2 separate regions of the Mus musculus genome follow, and region 1 is linked to region 2. A link is a contact called in public HiChIP or PLAC-seq data. All regions are on one chromosome and are shown on one strand. Each heading gives the region's core, a stretch centred on a gene start, on an enhancer-like site or on the middle of the called end of the contact. The rest is flanking DNA. Distances are from core to core; before and after follow the strand shown.

Region 1 (5,425 bases), core at 1,373-3,872, 370 kb after region 2:
GAAAGAAGCCTCAGTTTCAAGAGCAAACCAGCTACTCTTCCAGAGGACTCGGGGTTGACTTCCAGCACCCACACGGTGGCTCACAATTGGCTGCAACTCCAGTTTCAGATATGATGCCTTTCTCTGGTCTCCATGGGCACCTCATGCATATGGTACACAAATATACATGCAGGCAAAACACTCTACACAATTAAAAAAAACATTTAAAAAGAAGAGAAAGCCAGGCATGGTGGTGCACACCTTTAATCCCAGCACTAGAAAGTCAGAGGTAGGAGGATCTCTAAGTTTAAAGCCAGTTTGGTCTACAGAGTGAGTTCCACAACAGCCAGGGTTACAGAGAGACCCTGTCTTGGACAAAGAAGAAGAAGAGAAGGAGGAGGAAAAGGAGGGACAGGAGAGGAGGAAGAAGAGAGGAGGAGGAAGAAGAGGAGAAAGGCTGACCCACATTGTCCTGATACCTTACTACTGCTGCAACAAGTTCTGCTCAGGCTACGAGACCAGCATGTAATTAAGACAGGACAACAAGGGTTCCCTGCTGCCCCTGGCTCTGTGTTGTATGTTTAATCTTGAGCATCAAGGGAGATTGGGGAAAGAGCTTTTGGCTTTAACAGCCTCTATATTACACCAACAAGGGAGAAGAACACCGGACAAGAAATAAAAAGAATCCACATAACACCTATGCATACTCAGTGAAGGAAACACCCCTAAGAAGCTGTGTGTGTGTGTGTGTGCATGTGTTCATGTGCGTGTGCGTGTGCACAACTGGTACTTAAAGGTCAGAAGCCTGAAATCAGTTGAAGGGAAGTACACCCAACTTAGTTTCATGACCTGTCACTGTGTCAATGGGCTGTGTCAATGACCAGCAGCAGCTCAGCTCAGCTTAGCTCAGCTCAACCTGCTCACTGTTGTTTTGAGATAATATCACACACTGATGGCCAGCTATCCTGAGGGTTCAAAAAAAAAAAAATCAGGTTCAGTCATTTGCCTAAATGCAAAATAATTAGTACACATAGTGTTGTGCCAGGAAAATATTAGTAAGCCAATCTGATGCAACTCACAGCAGGGTCTTTATTCTATTCGAGCTAGCTTGCTCCCCCAACCTCCAATGCACCACCATCACACAGGATGGTTTTGGTGGTGGGAGAGCCCCGAATGTCTATCAGGGCAAGGCTTTATAGTGAGCAGCAAGCAGGGAATACTTGTGCAAACATCTAATTGGAAAGCTCCTGTGGCCTTTAACATAATTGGCTGGTGCTGGGAGTCCTAACATAAACTTAACTTCTGCTCCCCTCTTCATTGGTGGTCATTAGGCAAGGGGTGGGCTTGTAACCTGGGGTGCAGGTTTGTTGGGGGGATAACCAAGAGACACTGGTCTTGTTGGGGATTAGCCTAGAGACTGGAGCTAGGCTCAGGTTTTGTTGGGGGGGGGGGGCGGCAACTTGGAAACTAGTGCTGGATACCAGCCTGTTAGTCTACCTGAGTTCAAACTTAGGTCAGGTTCTCTAAAATGGAGTCTGAATTTAAAAGCTTTGGCATCTCAATAGCAAGTTGCAAGGCAGTCATGGCTCCAGAGTGAGACCCTTATTTGAATAATAATAATAAAAAGCCAAATGAGAAGAATTGGTGAAGGGATTCGAATCACATGAGACAGACCCAGGACAAAAGGCCTCAGTCAGAGTGGGGTCTAGCTGATTATTATCAGAGTTAGTCAAGTGGGCCTTGGTGAAAGAAGGCAGTGGTAGATTCCATTCCAGTCACAGATGTTTCTCAGCCCTGTTGTTCCTGGAGGTGACTGCAGAACAGAAATACCCAGAGCGAAGAAGACAGCTGCAAAATGGCGACAGGGATACCGTTCCTTTCCAATAATAGGTCAACAGCAGGCCCAAGGGAGGAGTTGGCAAAGAACGGCCTGCAAATCCCTGCTTCTGAGCCAGATTGGTCAGAGCACAGGATGTATGGTATCTCCAGACCTCAGGAGAGGTCATATTTGGACGGAGCCCTCACCTGAGGGGTCTTTCCCTCTCTTCAGGAGGCAGTGTCAGAACTGAACTAGGGGACAATCAGCTGGTGTCTGCTGGGGAGTGTGGCATCAGAATTGCTCAGTATGTGAGGAGGAAACTCATTTATCAGGTGTCAGAAGAGGCACGGTTTGTGACAGTAGAAAAAGACACCTTGGGTTTTCCCATCTTCAATAGACGCTGAGAGGACTCGGGCTAGAGGGAGGTGGGGGATAAGTTTCTCAGGAGCGGAGTATGGTGAGACTGCTTCCCAAGGAGAGAACCTGTCTGTGCAGGACACCCAGAGATACAAATTCAACAACTAATTTGCAATCCTGTGCTCTTGTGATAAAGTGGCAAACAATACCAACAGCAGACACAGCTCCTGCTCTTTTTTTCCCCCCTTGGTTTTTGTTTTTTTTGAGACAGGGTTTCTCTGTATAGCTCTGGCTGTCCTGGAACTCACTTTGTAGACCAGGCTGGCCTCAAACTCAGAAATCCGCCTGCCTTTGCCTCCCAAGTGCTGGGATTAAAGGCATGCGCCACCACCCCCGGCTCACAGCTCCTGCTCTTAAGGAACACAGCCCGGTGCTGGGATGGAGAGGTCAAGAGTCAGTTACAGATGCTGAGTCATGTCCTTTGAAGATGGCACAGGCTGTCTGGAGATAGTTACCACAGACACTGGGTGTGGGAACTTCTTGAAAATGACGTCATGGTTAAGGCAAAGGATGAGTAAGAGTCGGTTCAAAGAATGGGGAGACCATGGGTGAGGTTATAAGAGAACTCAGCCTGGTGCAGCATTGCTATAGCCCTACCAGTGACACAATGGCGACTGAAGGATCAGAGGGTAGAGTGACAGAGTCCTAAGCAATATGGCTATCAGGAAAGATTCTGCTCTAGGAGTCTTAAAGGTCATTGTGGTCTACATCAGGGTAAATTGGAACTTGCCAAGGCATTAAAAAAAAACTTTCTAGAATCAACTGTACCAGGTAACACTCAGCAAGGCTCTGAGAACCCAAGAGCAGAGGCAGGAGGATTGCAGTGAACCCAAGGACATCCGGGGTTATGGTGCCTGTCTCTCTCGGGTTGTCTTCCTGTTAGTTTCTACTGCCACCCATGTAGCTTGAGAAAGGAGGCTTCTAAAAAGGGGCAATCCCAGGAGCTGTAGCTGAAAGTCTGAGGGATTTGGGGAGCACGAGTCAGTTCTTAGAGTGTGGGGCTCTGACAGTTGCCAGGATCCAGGAGCTGCCCATTCAGCGTGTGTGAGAGGCAGCACTGTATGCAGAGAGGCCTCAAGGGATCCTACCCAGTGGCTGTGACGACTGCTGAACAGGCGGTAGTCAGATCCGGGGGATCCCAGAGCCAGCAGCAGCATTGTGGCAACTGAGTAGTATGTACAGGGAGGTGGACAGTGCATCCCTGTAACTCCTCAGCAGAGGGAACGCTAAGAATGGCTCTGTCTTGGATATTTACAAGGTGCCCATGTCTTTTACAGCCCTCCTTTTCAGGCTCTGTGTGATGGTTTGCATATGCTTGGCCCAGGGAGCAGCACTATTAGGAGGTGTGGCCTTGTGGAGTAGGTGTGGCCTTGTTGGAGTAGGTGTTGAAAGGAAATAAAACTCGAGACCTGTGATTTATGTAATGTATGTCAAATAGCCCAAAGAGTTGTTTGTGAGCTTTGAAACCTGGGGCTGAGAACATAGCAGAACAGACCAGGACATGCCCGGGCAAGCCCATCACCTCCCTATCTCCCACCCCTCTGACCTAAGTTAAATGTTACAGGCTCCTGATGTTTAAATGGACCAATCATGTGAAACCGCGCCAATTCCTCCCCCAGCCCCACTCCTTTTCTATAAAAACCCCTAGCTTCCAAGCCTCGTGGTCGAATCCACTGTCTCCCGTGTTAGATACATTTCCACCCGGAGCTCCGCCATTAAAATACCTCGTGTTGTTACATCAAGGTGTTGTGTTCTATTCGTGATTCTTGGGTGCAAGCCGAATCGGGAGCTGAGTGGGGGTTTCACCACTAGGTTCTTTCAGTGTGACCTTGTTAGAGTAGGTGTGTCACATTGGACATGGGCTTTAAGACCCTTGTCCTAGCTGCTTGGAAGCAAGTCTTCTCCTAGCTGCCTTTAGAACAAGAGGTGGAACTCTCAGCTTGTCCAGCCCCGTGTCTGCCTGGACACTGCCATGTTCTCACCTATCAGTCCATGATAATGGACTGAACTTCCGAACCTGTAAGCCAGCCCCAATTAAATATTTCCTTTATAAGAGTTGCCTTGGTCATGTTGTCTGTTCACAACAGTAAAACCCTAACTAAGACACTCTTTTTTTCCCTATTGATTGGACAAAATATGCAGGTATAGAGCATACTGATACCCTAGAATCTAGTTCTTCATCCCAGATGCCACCAGGCTAATGCAGAGAAGACCACTTTCTCCACTGCTGTCCTGTCTCCATGCTATAACAATACAAGCTACACTTGTGGAAGTTGTTCACTTGTTTGATCTTTTGAAAGGAAGAGAAAGTTCAAATAGGGAGGTGGGGTGGGGGAGAACCATACACTAGATGCTGAATAGGTCATGCCTAGAATTCTAGGCAGAGGAAAAGTCTAACCTCGGTCAAAAGGGTCCCCTCCCAGATGCATAGCTGCCACCAGCCTCACTTTCCTGTCATGGGGGATCTTCTGGAGGACACTACTTTCAGAGTGACTCTTTAAAGTCACGCCCTTCTGAGGACAGTGTCTCAGACTCCTGGTGCAGCCCTATAAGAAAGAGGCATTTGCCTCATCTCAAACAACACAGCACACAGAGCTTCCTCCTGCTTCTCAGCTGGGCAGTGTGTGTTTCTAACTATGTTCCCCACCCCGCTGCATGCCTGGAGTCCAGTTGCACAACAAACAGGACTTAAGTGCCTCTTGATTCCAGAGAGTCACCAACCCTGCCTTCTCACCTTTCAGCTACGCAATGACCCTGAAGAAGCCTCGGCATTGAGATCTTGAACTTTGGCCAAATAAAATACCAAGGCAAGGCTTCTCCCTGGCTGTTCCGTATGGAGAAGTCTGTTTTCTTAAAAACAAAACAAAGTGAAAAACAAACAAACAAACGGAATGTGCTTTCATTTTAATCCCAGGTGCAGGGACTGCTCAGAGCAGCTGACTAAGGCTTGCCTTGTGATTTTTGCCAGCTGTAGATAGTTTCTGCAATTGTGTGATGTTTGGAATTCTGGGAACTTTTCAGAGGGTATGTAAGTGCTAGTCCTCCCCCCACCCCCACCTGCACCCTCATCCCCCACCCTCTGCCCTCCCGAGGTGGAGTTGGTGATTGGTGATTGGTGGTTTTTTGTCAGTGGTTGCTGGTTGGTCATGGTTTGTTAAGTAGTCATGCAGAAAGAAGAAACAACAAGAAATTAGATATCCCGATAGCAGG
Region 2 (5,295 bases), core at 393-2,892:
TATGTAAAAGTCAGAGGACAGCTTGCAGGGTAGTCCTTCTAGAGTGAGTCCCGGGAATCTAGTCAGGTCATCAGATTTGGTGACAAATGTCTTTCTTTATCCACTGAGCTATCTTTCCTGAGACAGAGTCTTGCTATGATGTTCAGCCTGATCTAGAACTCACTATGTGGCCCAGGCTGGTCTGGAACTTGTGATCTTGAGTGCTAGGATCACAGGCATATGCCACCATACCCAGCAAGAAGGGCCTATGTTTTAATGACTTTGCATCTAATACCTACAAAGCATGTGTCAGACATTAAACCTTGTTTATATGAACAATGAATGGAATAAAAGATCTAAATAAAATGTAAAAAGAGGGGCTGGAGAGATGCTGCTGACTGACTGCTCTTCCAGAGGTCCTGAGTTCAATTCCTAGCAATCACATGGTGGCTCACAATCATCTGTAATGGGGTCTGATACCCTCTTCTGGTGTGTTTGAAGACAGTGACATATATATATATATATATATATATATATATATATATATATATATGAGAGAGAGAGCGAATGACGGGGTTCTTTCCTGTGTGTATAAAATTGAGGGAAGGTGTCAGGTAGCCCAAGCTTACCTCAGACTCCCTATGTAGTAAGGATGGCCTTGAATTTCTGGTTGTCCTGTGTCTGCCTCCCTAGTGCTAGAATCACAGGCACACATGACTAAGCCCAGTTTATGCAGTGCTGGGATCAATCCCAGGCAAGCACTCTACTAACCCGAGCTACAACCTTAATTACTTCTATATTTTTATAGTGAAAGAAAATTAAAAGCTAGTCACTATGGAAAATGAAGATGGGACTGGAGATGTGCCTTAGTGGTAGAGCACTTACCATTCATGTAATACTTAGGCTTTGATCTAAAGTGCTAAAAAAGAAGGAAAGTATAAAACCGTACTATTTAATAGTCCCAGTGATGCAACTGATACCTCCGTTTACACTGAACTGCCCCCAATGCTCGTGCTTCCACCTCCCATTGCTCCAATGCTCCTACTTACACACACACACACACACACACACACACCCGCCCCTGGGAGCTGAGATTGCAGGTGAACATCACCCACCAGCAAGACAATTTTCAAGGTAGGATTTGAGATGAATAAAAATTCAGAAAGAGCTGAGTTAGGATTTCAGGTTGGGAGGAAAGGGAGTTTAGAAGGTGTTTGTTTGTTTGTTTGTTTGTTTGTTTTCGAGACAGGGTTTCTCTGTGTAGCCCTGGCTGTCCTGGAACTCACTCTGTAGACCAGGCTGGCCTCGAACTCAGAAATCCTCCTGCCTCTGTCTCTCAAGTGCTGGGATTAAAAGTATGTGCCACCACTGCCCAGCAAGCTTAGAAGTCTTATACCATTGTCTAAATGGTTTCTGTGTAGGGAGGTACTAATTAGGTTAAAAAGATGATTACTACATTGCTTAGGTCAATTACTTAACCAATAGTGGTATATCCACCTTGTCCCAGGTGCTAGGTACTTGTGACTTTGTAACTTTGGGGGGGGAGGGGGGACCGGTGTACCGCGGCCTACATTTGACAGAGGACGACCTTGGGTGTTGGTCCTTGCTTTGGGTGTTGTTTGAAATAGGGTCTCTTTGTTGTTTGCCACTGGGTGTGTCAGGCTATAAAACTTAACTAGCTTTCAAGGATTCTCTTGTTTTTTTTTCCCATCTTTCCCTGGGAGCACTGGGAGTACAGATAAGTACTATTGTGCTCAGTTTTGATATTGGTTCTGGGCATTCAAATTCAGTTCCCCATGTTTACATACCAACTGCTTCTCCTACTGGGCCATTTCCCTAATCTTTTAAAGTGCAATAATCTCTTTCGTAGGACTCCACCCTTATGACCTAGTCACCCCTCTAACGCTCCACCTCTTAATACCAACACACAGGAAATTTCAAGATGTGACCTTCAGAGGGACACAGACCACTGCAGGAGTAGAAATGGAAGGATGAAGTTAGCAGCAGGCTCAAACAAAGGAGTTGTATAAGTCATGTCAAAACTAGGGCTGGTGGTACAGAACAGTGATGAGTTATTGCTTCACCGGTGAAATGAGCCAATTCAAGCCAGATTAAATTATATAGGCAGGTTTATTGGAAAGCTGCTCTAGGGCAAGTTCACTGGCCCCAGGGACCTAGGCCAAGGAAGTCACCATGGAGGGGGCATGAGAGAATAGAGACAGAAAGAGCTTCGGGACACAGAGAAGAGTAGGGAGCCCAAAATGTCTGGATTATATAGGGAAGATCTTTGGGGGAAAGGCAGCCCAACCCCTGGGCAGGAAAAGTAAGGACTGGGGACAGGGTATGTCAGGTAAGGACTGAAGGATGCTGGGAGAACCTGTAGGCCCAGCCTGTTTTGATGTGTAAAATATGCACCTTGGTCCCTTGTCCACAGGTCTGAAACCAAACAGCCAGTAATTCCAGCTACTTGGTAAACTGAGGCAGGAAGATCCCTGGTTCAAGACCTTCCTTCCTTGTCTACAGAGTGAATTCAAGATTATCCTTCACAAATTATCAAAACTGTCTCAAGATTTAAAAAAAAAGAAAATTGGTGTCTTCATACCTGCATCCTAGCACTTGAGAGGCTGAGACAGTGTAAGACTCAAGGGAGCCTTAGCTTACCAGGGACCCCCTGAGTGAGCCACGTGGATCAGGGATTGATGCAAAAAAACAAGAGGAATTTATTTTTCCAAAGCACTGGGGTATTCCCAGACCTGAAGGAGAGGCTGCGACCCCCAGTAACCATTCAGTGAGTTTTTATATGGTTTCCGGGGGGACAGTATAGAGAATCAGCAACTGTGCACAGAACAGTGCACCCTTTAAACTGATTGGTCTCTAGGGAATAAGGTGACAAGGACTTCCATTGTCTGGAGGTAGGCAACAGTCCATCCTACAGAATGTGTTCCCACCCGCAGGTCGGTTCCTGCCCTGTGGTCTGAAAAATGTTAATTCGCCTCTCCCTTCAAGGGGCTAGTGTGTCCTGACCTTCCCAGAGTTCCTGAGCTGACTTTTCAGCAGGATGATTGCCTCAACTTCAAGACAAACCTGGGCCATGAAATGAGTTTCAGGATCACATGGACTACCATTGAGATCCTGTCTCAATGAAAGAAAAAGGAATAATAAACCTTTAAAAAAAAATTGGAGTTGGATCTAAGGATCTTTTTTTAAAAGTCTAAGGATTTAAAACAAATGAAGAGTGTTTATACAAGATCCTGGGTTCAAATCTCTGTAACACACATACAGAGTATGGGGGGGGGTGGGGGGGACGATACACATAACACTGAAGCAGTTGGACTACAGAGGGGTTTGTTTTTCTGACTGAAACAAAGAATCCACAATCATAACTTCCTTAAAAAGGCTAAAATGTCAAAGTGACAAATGTATTAGCCCACGGTTTTGGTTGTATGAAGTCCATTAGGCTTACATTAAGGTATGGGCCAGGCTGATGGCTTTTAGAGGAAACAAAACATATACATATGCATATATCATACATATACATACACATATACAATACATATATATATATATATATATATATATATACATAAACATATACTATACATGTACATGCACATACATATATTTGTGGAGGGATTTTTTTATGTATGTGTTTTCTGAATTTTCTAGCTTCTGGGGACTGCTCCCATTCCTTGCCTCGTGAGCTCCTCCATTCTTCCTCAAATCTAGAAAGAGTGGATCATTTTTTTTCTTGAAGCTCATCACTCCAACCTTTTTTGCCTTTTTTTCTACAGTCAAGGACCCTTGGGGTTGCTCAGGAACCCCTTGAATAAGCAAAGTCATTTCTCCCATCTCAAGGTCAGCCAATAAGCAATAATGTAGTAATCACGAAGACATCTATCTCTGTAGTGTTTGGTTTCCTTGTTTGTTTGTTTGTTCATTTTTGCTCTTTTCTTGGTGAATTTTCTCTCTCTCTTTTTTTTTCTCAGAGAGGTGAGAGCACACCCAGAGGGTTGAATTAGGGCTTCCCACAGGCTCAGCACTCTACAAATGACCCACACCCTTAACCCCTTCTTAGTGATATTTGGGGGCAGGTTTTTATAGCACAGTTTGGCCGGAGCTCACTTTGTAGCCCAACTGACCCTCAAATATGTTACAATCCTCCTGTCCTTGCATCCCAAGAGCTGAGCTCGTAGGAGTGAGCCAGTGTCCCTGACTCTTAGTGATTCTTCAAGCTCCTGGCATGTTAGATATACCAATCTATCCCTGTATGTGACACAAAAGTGTTCCACAGCCCGAGGAGTGTGAGCATAGTGGTCTTAGGTTTGTTCATGATGAATCTGCTTGCAGTAGCTAAAATTCTGGGTTAGAGAGTTTGGACTCTGTTTAGAACCTGCCCCCAAATACCATAAAGGAAGGGTTGAGGGTACAGGTCAATTGTAGAGTACTTAGCCTGTGGGACACCCTAATTCAATCCTCTGGGTCTCCTCTCACCTCTCTGAGGAGAGAGAGAGAGAGAGAGAGAGAGAGAGAGAGAGAGAGAGAGAGAGAGAAAGAGAGAAAGAACTGAACTGTCTGGCCTTAGTGTGGAGTGATGTTAGTTAGAGTTTTACTGCTGTGAACAGACACCATGACCAAGACAAGTCTTATAAAAAACAACATTTAATTGGGGCTGGCTTACAGGTTCAGAGGTTCAGTCCATTATCATCGAGGTGGGAGCATGGCAGTATCCAGGCAGGCATGGCGCAGGAAGAGCTGAGAGTTCTATGTCTTCATCCAAAGGCTGCTAGTGGAAGATTGACTTCCAGGCAACTAGGGTGAGGATCTTATACCCACACCCACAATGACACACCCATTCCAACCAGGTCACACCTATTCCAACAAGGCCACACCTTCAGATGGTGCCACTCCCTGGTCCAAGGATATACAAACCATCACAAGTGATTTGTGGACTGTGTTTTTAAAAGGTAATGCTGCCTGTTGTACCTACCACAGATCACAGAGGAAGCATAGGGGAAGTCTGTTACAGTGATGGAAATATGGATTGGGAAAATGGAAAAGGCAGACACTGTCTTGGATATGACTCCCCACCTCAAAAAAAAAAAAAAATTCTAGAAACTTGATTCCAGATGTACTAAGAGGTGATAGATAGTACTGTTAAGAGGTGGGGCCTAGTGGAGACCATTCATTCATAGAGGTACTTCCCTCATAAATGGACGAGTCTCTCTCTCTCTCTCTCTCTCTCTCTCTCTCTCTCTTTCTCTGGAGGCTGGGTTATCTCCTGGGAGTGAAGCGACATGGGACTGGGTTAATTACCAC

What was found. HiChIP or PLAC-seq counts read pairs in DNA pulled down with a chosen protein or histone mark.
Region 1: an H3K27ac HiChIP or PLAC-seq map of embryonic stem cells shows a contact between it and region 2, with 13 read pairs. The contact joins two enhancer-like sites. A contact is called at or near these places in 1 of 115 datasets of contacts at active chromatin or transcription factors (embryonic stem cells) and 1 of 9 other capture datasets (adipose tissue).

Annotation. Positions count from the first base shown.
Region 1 is chr1:132,262,114-132,267,538 of GRCm38.p6, forward strand. No RefSeq gene overlaps it. Among named protein-coding and RNA genes, the nearest start is that of Gm29630, 14 kb to the right of the region's middle. Within about 2 kb of position 2,623, at least 76 of the 459 cell types and tissues checked have an H3K27ac peak or open chromatin away from gene starts, as enhancers often do. A contact at or near this core is called in embryonic stem cells, where this site is marked.
Region 2 is chr1:131,888,684-131,893,978 of GRCm38.p6, forward strand. No RefSeq gene overlaps it. Among named protein-coding and RNA genes, the nearest start is that of Nucks1, 19 kb to the right of the region's middle. Within about 2 kb of position 1,643, at least 8 of the 459 cell types and tissues checked have an H3K27ac peak or open chromatin away from gene starts, as enhancers often do. A contact at or near this core is called in embryonic stem cells, where this site is marked.